Regions from separate parts of the Gossypium hirsutum genome. Here regions 2 and 3 are each linked to region 1. The links are chromatin contacts, called in public Hi-C maps. All regions are on one chromosome and are shown on one strand. The core of a region is the stretch at or near the end of the contact, and the rest is flanking DNA. Distances in the headings are between cores, read along the strand shown. Region 1 holds the start of LOC107912925 (cationic amino acid transporter 8, vacuolar). Region 2 has its middle 28 kb from the start of LOC107911335. Region 3 holds the start of LOC107912931 (probable glutathione S-transferase).

Region 1 (3,611 bases), core at 21-2,520:
CACTTGACAAAACATCTAAACTAGAGAACAATGCAACAATAGCACTAATCAGAGTCACCAGCAGGGTAGCATATACAGGAGTTCCAGTTTTGGGATGAATCAAAGCGAAAAAAGGAGGAATCATATGAGCTCTAGCAATCTGAGTTGTGTATCGAGCTTGCCCAAGAGATCCAACCAACAAGCTTGTTGTCATTCCCTTAAGTGCACATATGCTAACCAAATACTTGGCCCAATTCATCCCAATTTGTTCAAAAACAACAGAATATGCAGCATTTACATCAATCTCAGTATACTTCACCATCATGGTCAATGCTAAAGCCATCAAGCAATAAACCACCGTAATTCCAGACATGGAACCAACCAACCCAATTGGTATATCCCTAGAGGGTTTCTTAGTCTCCTCAGCCATATTTGCCACCATATCAAAACCTGTATAAGACCAATAAACCACAGCAGCGGCCCTGAAAACCCCTTCTACCCCATAAGGAAAAAACGGTTCCAGATTCGAAGTTTTTGCATGAATAAACCCGAAAACTATAACAAAGACAATCACCGCACCACTAACCAAAGAAGCAATCCAATTCAACCAAGACGTCCTCTTAGTTCCGCTCATTGCTATCCCATTAGCAACCAAAAGTACCACAACAGCAAGTGGATCTAAAAGGTTAAATCCTACAGGCAAAGAATCAACCTTAATTCTCAAAAAGTCTGAATCATTCTTAATCATACTAGCAAAATAAGAAGACCATGATCTTCCTAATCCTGCAGCTCCGACTAAAGCTTCTAAAAGAATATTACCAGCAGCTATAAATGCAACGAAATCACCTAGTTCAACACGAAGATACGAAAACGAACCACCAGCTACAGGAATCTCGGCTGCAAATTCAGTGTAACAAAAAACAGATAGCAATGCTGAAAGCCCAGATATAGCATAGGACAAAACAATAGCTGGACCTGCATTATTGTGAGCTTCTTGACCTGTTATGACAAATATGCCAGAACCAACAACAGAGCCAAAGCCGAGCCAAATGAGGTCCCACCAGGTTAGACATTTTTGCATGGGGTTTTCACTTACTTTTTGAAGGGTTACAAGCTCGTCGGTGGAGGAGGAACGTGCTAAGAGACGGTCACTGAGACGAGGACAGGTTTGGGAAAGTGCTGTTTTGTAAGATGACAAGGTTTGAAACGAGGTTTCTGGGAAGAAGTCCGTTTTGCTCCATCTCCAGTAGCTTCTTTTAGTTGTTGAAGAAATTGGTTTTTCCTTAGCCATGGAGATTCAAATACCCAAAAAAGAATCGACAGAAATAAATGATAACAGATTGAACTGGAGGTACGGACAAGAGGTGATCTGAGAACCGGAAAGAATACGGATGTGATAATATGGGAAGTGCTGAATTTGTGATATATGATAACAAGAGATTCACTATAATCAGGAATCGGATTAACGATTACTACACAAAGATTTCGTTCGCACATGTCGTAAAGGAAATCAGGTATACGCTACTGTACACGTATCTATCATAATTGGGCAGATAATATGTCATTTTCAAGTGGGAACACAGTAATTTTTTTTTATCATTTTGAGACTAGATTGAGAGTTCAGAATAAATTTGCGAAGTAACCTAAGGTTGCTGTTTCTTGATATCAAGATATATGTAAACCCATCTCACTAACATGTTGACATGCTTTACTAAGGATAGTGTTCATAAGCTGACAGTGCATGAAATTACAACCCAAACACCCAATTATTTACCATCACGAAGCTTGGCAAAATCAAGTTGTAAAAGCCCTCACAAAGAGGCAATTGCATTGAATCTCCTTAAACATATTCCAACTAGCTCCTAACATTTTCCTTTAGAAAAAAAAAACACAAACAACGATATGAAGCGGCAAATGTTGTATTTATAGCAAGAGCAAAAACCCTTGGACCATCCATCCTTCCTGTTAGTTCTGCTGTTTGCCCTTCACAAGGAAATGATAGGTATAGAGTGGAGAGGTTCAGTTTCAAGGTATAATCTCCAAACAAGCTATGCTTCTTCCACAGTTACTCCGGGAAAGGGTTGATCCCAATCAGTTGATCACAATCAATTCTCAGTCAGGCCTCTCACAAGCACCATATCAACACTTTAATATTACAATTTGCAATTATGATGCTAGAAGTAGCTTTTGAGAGAAATGAGATGGAGAGTTTGGGAAATCATAAGTATACGAGTAGGCATCATTTCAGCCTTATACGATCCTCTCATAGAAAAGTAGGCTTGCTTCTGCAGCTAAAACATCCTTCTCTGAGACACTACATACTTGAGAATCTGAAATGCAGAACCACTTGGTTGTAGCGGGCTCGGAGTATTCATCAGAATCTTCCTCATCAGATTTAGTTCTCATACTTCTGTAAACAGTGTAATGCCCACCTCCAGGTCTCCCAAAGTGCTCCACAACTGAAGCAAGTCGGTATGATTTAGTTTCTGAAGGAGGTAACTTGCTGGTCAAGCTTATCTGCATAAAAATACACATCCAATATAGACAGCCGTCAGCCCTCACTCAATCATGAATCCCAAATCTAATGTGTAGCATATAGTAAGAAAGTTAGCAAAACAAACTTAGTTTTGGAACTTAATCATGAAACTTTTTCCTCCTAAACCAAGTTAAGAAACAGATGCTTATATGCAAGGAAGGAGTCATAATTTTCAAGAAAGAGGTTTGGAGTGAATCACACGCAACAAAGGATCTCCAACAAATTGTTTCCTTGGCACTTCATTCATGTAGCAATACTCACATTTGATTACAATTTCACACTTTATCAATGATGAGAAGGGAAAAAGAAATCAATGCTTCTTGCAGAAAACATGCACAAAAATAGTAGCAATAATACCAAAAAAAGGAACATAGGGAGAACTATCATCACAAATGGTAAACTGCGAGGCATGAGAACCAAGGCAAGAAGCCTCTAAAGCTCTGACACCTTAACACAATTTACAAGACGTGCTTTAAAAACATTAAAATTAAACCTTTTAGTGAACCAACAAAGATAGTTATTAATATATGTTGCTCAAAATTGCATAACAACCTACATATGACCAGATTAGTAATTATTCAACCAACCTTATCATTATGTTGCTCATGCATGTCTATGTTGGAGGCCTTTGAACAGCCATCAGTTGGGTACAGCTTACTCTTCTCAGGCAAAGATTCTCCGGGGGAAGTAGTACATTGAGATCCATTTGCAACTAATATTTCTGAAGAGACCTTTTCTCCTGTTGGTTTACTGATGCGATTGAGAATGCTTTCATATTGAGCATTGATAAGGTTGAGATGAGGCATTGTCTTCTGATTTTGCAGCTTCAGTTGCCCTTTATGGACCCCTTCCCAGTTCGTTATTTCCACCTCAGTAGTCATGAATGGCGACAGGTCTAAAATCAATGGAAAAGCAATATGGCCCTGCATTCATTAAGGCATGATTTTATGACAAACAATTCTCATTTAAATTTTAGCAAAGAAGACATACAAGCAAGAATTACTTTCTAAGGAAACCATGCTGTGAGACTGATTAACAAGCAAGGAAACTACCTGAAGCTTGATTAGTTCCCCGAACTCATTAATTGAAGCACGTT
Region 2 (3,786 bases), core at 806-3,305, 330 kb before region 1:
ATATATAAACCATAAAAAATACTAAAAACATCAAATAAATATTTCTCAACAAATTAAAAATAAATTTTAAAAAATATGTATACTTAAATAACACTAAAATAAATACAACTTAACAAGCAAATATTCTAAAATAATAACAAAATTAACAAATGTCTTTAAAATAATAAAAAATTAATAATAAAATAAGTTTTATACAATATCTAAATAATAACAACATAATAGTATCAACATAATAGTAAAATAGTAGCAAAATAAAGAGAAAATAATAAAAAAATAATATTAAAAAAGTTATCATGTAGTGAATTCAGGCCGGACAGAGCCGAGCCCTGGCCAAAAATGCTTTACCCGAAACCTAACTTATTTTTTAAATGGACCTTATTTTTTTGCCCAAGCCCATTTTTCGGGCCTATATTTTTGTCCAAATCCTCCCACATTTCGAGCGAGCCTCCAGCCCGACCAAGCCCATGCACACCTCTAGGTATCTTTATTTCTTCTCTTATTCTTCTCTTTATTTTTCTTTTCTTAAATTAGGATTATTTAAACAACAATTAGAATGCTAACGTAGTCAATTAAATAACATATCAACTTTCCATTTCGTCTGTAATAGAAAATAATTAAAAAAATTAATTTATTATTTTTTAAAAATTAAATGACTAAATTGAAATTACATTAAAGTTAAGAGTATAATTTACCCTCTTCTTTATAAGAGTAAGTGTATAGGACTGATTACTTTTTTATTTAAAAACTCCATACTGCAAATGACAAGTCCCAAACCATCTAAGCGATTGAAAGAGGAAAAATAGAAGAACTGTCAACAGGGCAGGCATAACATAAATGTCCCCATTTTATTTAAAATCATAAACAACGGCTGGGATTACACAATTCCGAAATGTTTCTTCATCTGGAGGATAAAATCATAGACTTTTTGTTGGTCAGGAAGGGACTTGAATACACTCTCCTTTTGCATGCACCTTTTAGCCCATGCTATTAGTTTGGGACACTCTGCTTCAATGCTGAAGTTCCCACACTTCTCATAAGCATAAAACCAGCGATAAAACGGAATGAATGCAACATCCACATATCCAAAACTTTCTCCTCCAAAGTAAGGCTTGTCCCCAAGCTCCTTTTCTATCAGCTTCAGGCTTTCTATGAATTCTTTCTTTGCTGTTGCTTGCTCTTCTCCCTTTGTCTTCCATACTCTGCTCCCCAGGTCATATATCTGCATTTCATTTAACATTATTTTAGGCACAATACTTTGCTCTCCTATTTATGTAAACAGTTCCAAAAGGGAAAAAAAAGAACGTACCTTCTTGTCAATATAATCAGCCCAGAATCTAGCAGTAGCTTTTTGGTAAGGGTCAGAAGGGAGCAAAGGAGCTTTGTCATGCCATACCTCATCGATGTACTGAACCTGAATGAGCGACTCACAAACAGGTTTACCGTTATGGATAAGGACAGGGATTTTCTTATGAACAGGGTTCATCTACAGCAGTAAAGCACTCTTGTTCCTCAAGTGTTCTTCCTTGTATTCGTACTTAATCCCTTTCTCAGCCAAAGCAATCCTGGATCTCATCCCAAACGAACTTGGCCAGAAATCCAGCAATACTACTTCCTCTGCCATTCTTTTGATCTAAAGATTCAAATACTAAAACTAAAATCTTGGGTTTGTTCTTTTCTCTCTCTGATTCTGAACTGAAGGCGTATAAGTATGTATAATTATAGGCAAAAAAAGGGTAAGAGTCGGTAGCTTTTTCTCTGTCTTTCCTGACATAATCACATAAATCAATGAATCTGGAGATAGAGAAAAGGAAATTCTCTTTTCTCCAAAACTCCCGATATTTTCATTTTTCTAAAAGTTTATTTCCGGCGATAAACCTGTATTTTATAGTTTTTTCGTTATAAGTAAAAAAGATAAACGTGTATTTCCGGATCTTCTCTCTCGAAAACTCCGGATATTTTCGTTTTGCTGATATCCAGTTACTATTTACATTCCATGGGCTTGGCTCATCCTTTTGAATAATGATTATTATTATTCCAGGGCCTTCTAATCTATAAAGAGAATAGTATCCCATTCCTTACATCAGTAGTGATTGTTTTAATATGAAGCAGGGGTTGCCCTTATGCAATTGCATGCGTCGTCATCTACTACTGGAGTTCATAGTTTTTGACCAAAAAAGAAAAATAGAGCTCATAGTCCCATTAGGCTTTTTTACCAAATAATATTATAATGACAATTTATTATTCAAATAATCATGAGACATCATGATATATGTTTTGAATGTGGAGATAGGGGTGTTCAATTGGTTAACTGATCGGTTAATTCACTTGAAATAATATTAATCGAATTAATTGACTTTTCAAAAGTTTAATCGTTAATTGAATTGAAATTTTTTCATAAAAATTAACCGAACCGAAATTCGGTTAATTCGGTCGGTTAATCGAATTACTAAAAATTATATATTTTTTTAATTTTTGGTTAAAATAAGTATAAAATTAACCGGATTAATCAAATTAACCGAATTATCTGAATTACCCAAATTACCCGAATTACTCAAATTAACCGAATTATTTGTATAAAATTATATGTTTTTTATTTTTATTTTTAGTCTTAGATTTTTATTTTTATTTATTAAATTATTTGTAATTTTTATGATTGGGTTGGGTAATTGGGTTGGGTTGGGTAGTTGGGTTAATATATATTAGATTGGGTATTTGGGTTTATGTTGGATTGAGTTTGAGTGAATAGTGGGCTATTTATATCGAAAAAATTCGGTTAACCGATCGATTTCGAACCGAATTAACCGTTAACAGAAAACTCAAAAAATTATTAACCGACCCCCGACTGAATTAATTCGGTTAACCGACCGATTAACCGAATTCGGTCAGTTAACTGAATTTTTTCGGTTTTACCCGAATTTTGCACACCCCTATGTGGAGATTAGGGTTTTTTTACCTAAATAATAATAATAATAATAATAATTGAAATAGTATGCCTATTAGATTATTTATCAAAACAGTATAGTTTTATTGGTGTCGTCTGTCAAATTGACGATACCGAATTAAAATGTAATGATCTAAAGTATTCAGACACCTGATATGCAATTTTTTCATTTTGAGTGGCTGCTGAAAGAAAAAGTGAAAGAGTGCCCTCACAGTGTGGCAGCAATAAATTTTAAATGTGGCTAATTGCCTTATAAGTCCTCTTTATTTTTTATTTTCTTTTTATTCTCTTTCAACTCACTATATTGTGTTTAAACAAGTCGTTAACTTATTTTTGTAGTTAAATAAACACTTAAATTATGATTTTTACTTATAAAATTCATTTATTTTAATATTAAAGTAATATATTTTACCCAAAGTAAAACTATTTAAAAAAATACAAATTAATGCACATTTTATGTTGAGGTGAATTTGATGAGAATAGATTATTAAATAAAAAAATAAAAATTTAAAATTTCTTAAGAATTCTTATATACATGATATTCTTAACTACTCTTTTGAAAATTTTTATTACTTTTTTAGATTTTATGTTCATGTTAAAGTGTATATAATTTTTATTGCATCAACAAAAAATTAAGATAAGAGCTTGAAATTCAAAATATATTTACTTTAATATTAAAATAAAGGGCTTTTATGAGTAGAAATCATAAGTTAAGGGCTTATTTAACTACAAAAATATGTTAAGGGCTTATTTAAACACAACATAGTGAGTTGAAAGGGAATAAAAATATAATAAATAAAGAGGGCTTACAAGGCAATTAGCTACATTTAAGGTTTGGTGCCGCC
Region 3 (3,474 bases), core at 164-2,663, 380 kb before region 1:
TTCTCATAAGCATAAAACCAGGTATAAAATGGAACTAATGCAACATCCACATATCCAAGACTTTCTCCTCCAAAGTAAGTCTTGTCTCCAAGCTCTCCTTCCAACAGCTTCAGGCACTCAATAAATTCTTTCTTTGCATTTGCTTGTTCTTCTCCCTTTGTCTTCCATATTTTGCTCCCCAGGTCATATATCTGCACTTCACATTACAATATTGGAGAATTAGAGTTCTATTCAGTCAGTAATAATTTCCACATTTATTTTTAGTTTCATCTCTCCCTCAACATGAAAAACATATAATGACATGAATATGAATAATCATAGAACATCAAGAAAATGTTTTTGTTCTCCCTGCATAGCTAAAGAATTCAAACAGTAATCATGGTCATAAATTATCATCATTGATAATTAGATCTAGTTGTGGATAGTGAAAAAGTTGCAATAATTGCAACTAGAATAGGTTGAAAGTGAGTAAGCAAGCCAATATCATCTAGAATATTAAAATAATGGACTTAGTTGTGGATGAGCTGTAAGCATAACATTTGCAACCAATAAAATCAAGCTTTCTAAATTGGTTAAGTTCAACTTACACATTCAGAACAAATGAAAAATGGAAGTATCTCTATAGTTGTGTTAGTGTAACCCAATATCACTTATTGAAAAAATACTGTTCATCTCAATTTGAGTCCATTAGATTTCCTTCACTTATCCCAAATGTTTCAATCATAAGAGAAGGGTTGAGTTTAACCTATATAGTAGTGGTATAATAAAATCCTATAGATTAAGCAATTCCTGCCACTCTGTTGCCGTCCTATTTGCAGCCCAGAACCACCCCCCTCCCCAAAATGGAAACTAAATCAAAACATAATCTAAAATCAAGTCAGCCCATTGAACAATCATAGCAGAAACGTAGAGACTTAAACGAGTAAAAGAAAGCACCTTCTTGTCAACGAAATCAACCCAGAATCTGGCAACAGCTCTTTGATAAGGATCAGAAGGGATCAAAGGAGCTTTATCATGCCAGACCTCATCAATATACTGAACCTGAATGACAGACTCACAAACGGGTTTACCATTATGGATAAGAACAGGGATTTTCTTGTGAACAGGGTTCATCTGCAGCAACAAATCACTCTTGTTCCTCAAATCTTCTTCTCTGTACTCGTATGGTATCCCTTTCTCAGCCAAAGCAATCCTGGATCTCATCCCAAATGGACTTGGCCAGAAATCCAACAATACTAATTCCCCTGCCATTCTTGTAATCTAAACTATTCAAATACTCAAATCGATACTAAATTTATAATCTTGGGTTTCTTTTGGATTTTACTTGTTTTTCTCTGATTCTGAAGGGGGAGTCAGAGTATATTTATAGGAGGGTTGGTAGGTTTTTCTATGATATTTCTTTTATTCAATTTTTCTGTGACTTCAATGTTTTGAAGTAACTCATCTTTATTTATTTTAAAAATGAGAAATTAAAATAATTAATCATGAAATTCATATCTTTTTTAATTATACATAATTTTGATTAATATAACAATAAATATAATCTTTAATATTTACATATTTTATCATTTTGGCCTTAATTTTAAAAAGTTTAACATAATTTAGCCTCAGCATAAATAAATTTATTAAATTAAGACCAAATTGATAGAATATATAAACTTTGAAGGCTAAATGTATTATTATACTAATCAAAATAATGTACAATTAATAAAAAATTTAAAATTATAATTAATTATCTTTAATTGCTTATTTTTAAAATTAAAAAATATTAAATTACTCTAATTTTTTTTAAAGAAACCAATTTATTAAATTTCAAATTTGAAAAAATTTGAGAAGATTTTTTTGCCTAACTAACCTAAATAATGATCAAAATATGGTTTAGGTGAAAGAAAATTATTTAATACTATATTTATTGAAAAGGGAGTGGAATTTTTTTTAGTAAAATTTAATGTTTAAATTCATTGAATCACGAATTAAATCGAATTTTTAAATAAAAGGTAAAAAAATAAAAATATTTTTATAATAATACATTGTATTGTGTAATATATTTTAATAATTTTTTTATATAAATTGGAGTTTGGTTGACTGTATTATTAATTATATCATAAATTTAATACAAATTAAAAATTTTATCACACGACTTATATATGTGAAATTATTTATGACACTAGTTTAATCAATAACATTATTCATATATATATATATAATTTTAGAATTATAAATATATTTATAGAAGTTTCAAATGAAAACTAAAAAATAGGTTTAGTTTAAATGATAAATAAAAAAGTTTAATATGCATAGTGTCTTTTGGTTCAAATTTTACTACGAATAATTTTTTATTTATTTATAAAAAGATAAAAAATATTTTCATAGTTATATAATTTATTTTGTAAATAAAAATATTTTTGAGTAATTTCTTTTAACTCAGTTGATGAGTGAAATTAATTCAATAAAATAATTAATAAGTAGTATATATATATATTGGAAATCAATCAATAAAAGAAAAATAATATGTATCTCAAAAACTCTAAATTATGTGATTTCAGTCTAGGTTTATTTATAAGTTTTATTAGGGTGGGTTTGGTTAGATTAGGTTTATGTTAGTGACGAATTCAATGAGGTTAGTAAGGAATCCAGTTCTCAATGAAGTTTTTTTTATTTAGATTTTTAATATTTTAAATGAAATTTATAATATTTTAAATTAATAATTATAAAATTATATTTTAACTCTTTAAAAATAATAAAAATTTATTTTAATCTTTCAAAAATTATAAATATATAAAATATTAAAATAATAAATTTATATTTTTATTATTATAAAAGTTTCAAGATTTATTTCTAGCTCTTTGTTTACTTCCGGTAGTTACTTTATAGTAAACATATAATATGAATAATTACAGGTAGTACGTCCATTTCATGTTCTAACGTTGGATGCTTTATTTATTTATTTATTATTCGATATTGGACGCTTTATTGACAACAATCTTTAATAATTATTACAAGGATAATAATAATTCTAGGACCTTCCATAGAGCGAGTAGTATATGCCATTCCTTACGTCTGTAGCGTGCGTCTGGTGGTGATTGCTTGAAGCTAAAGTACGGCCTGCTCTTGTCTTTTTAGCCACAAATTACATTGTGAGTCACATCATTATAATTAAGTGTTTCTTATCCAACTATTAAAATTTATGAATTCGTTTAATTATTTATTTATTATATTTTTATAGTATACTTATTAATTCCTTAATCACATTTGAGAAGTTTAAAAACTCTATTAATAATATACTAAATATTTTTCCATATAATAATATAATGTGGTATAATATAATATAAACTATATGATATGATATAATAGTTGAATTAACAAAACATTTTCATTCAAAATAACATTTAGAACCGACTAAGTCTTAACTCGATTGGCATTAATATTATTGTTTATGCAGGAGGATATGTGTTTGAGCGTGCTGAAACGCAT

What was found. A called contact is a pair of places that touch in the nucleus more often than the background predicts.
Region 2: a Hi-C map of leaf shows a contact between it and region 1, with 1.7 times the contacts expected there. The contact joins the enhancer-like site here to the promoter of LOC107912925 in region 1. A contact is called at or near these places in 3 of 34 Hi-C or Micro-C datasets (hypocotyl and leaf).
Region 3: a Hi-C map of callus shows a contact between it and region 1, with 1.8 times the contacts expected there. The contact joins the promoter of LOC107912931 here to the promoter of LOC107912925 in region 1. A contact is called at or near these places in 2 of 34 Hi-C or Micro-C datasets (callus and leaf).

The regions. Positions count from the first base shown.
Region 1 is chrA13:98,530,005-98,533,615 of Gossypium_hirsutum_v2.1, reverse strand. It overlaps LOC107912925 (cationic amino acid transporter 8, vacuolar), which reads right to left and starts at 1,270. Exons shown (of 1, transcript XM_016841316.2): 1 at 1-1,270. The coding sequence starts at 1,270. It overlaps LOC107912924 (ubiquitin carboxyl-terminal hydrolase 27), which reads right to left. Exons shown (of 11, transcript XM_016841315.2): 9 at 3,568-3,611; 10 at 3,103-3,438; 11 at 1-2,496. The coding sequence ends at 2,230.
Region 2 is chrA13:98,861,705-98,865,490 of Gossypium_hirsutum_v2.1, reverse strand. It overlaps the pseudogene LOC107911336. Among protein-coding and RNA genes, the nearest start is that of LOC107911335, 28 kb to the right of the region's middle. Within about 2 kb of position 2,055, at least 7 of the 9 cell types and tissues checked have an H3K27ac peak or open chromatin away from gene starts, as enhancers often do. A contact at or near this core is called in hypocotyl and leaf, where this site is marked.
Region 3 is chrA13:98,912,814-98,916,287 of Gossypium_hirsutum_v2.1, reverse strand. LOC107912931 (probable glutathione S-transferase) reads right to left here and starts at 1,413. Exons shown (of 2, transcript XM_016841321.2): 1 at 937-1,413; 2 at 1-191. The coding sequence starts at 1,251.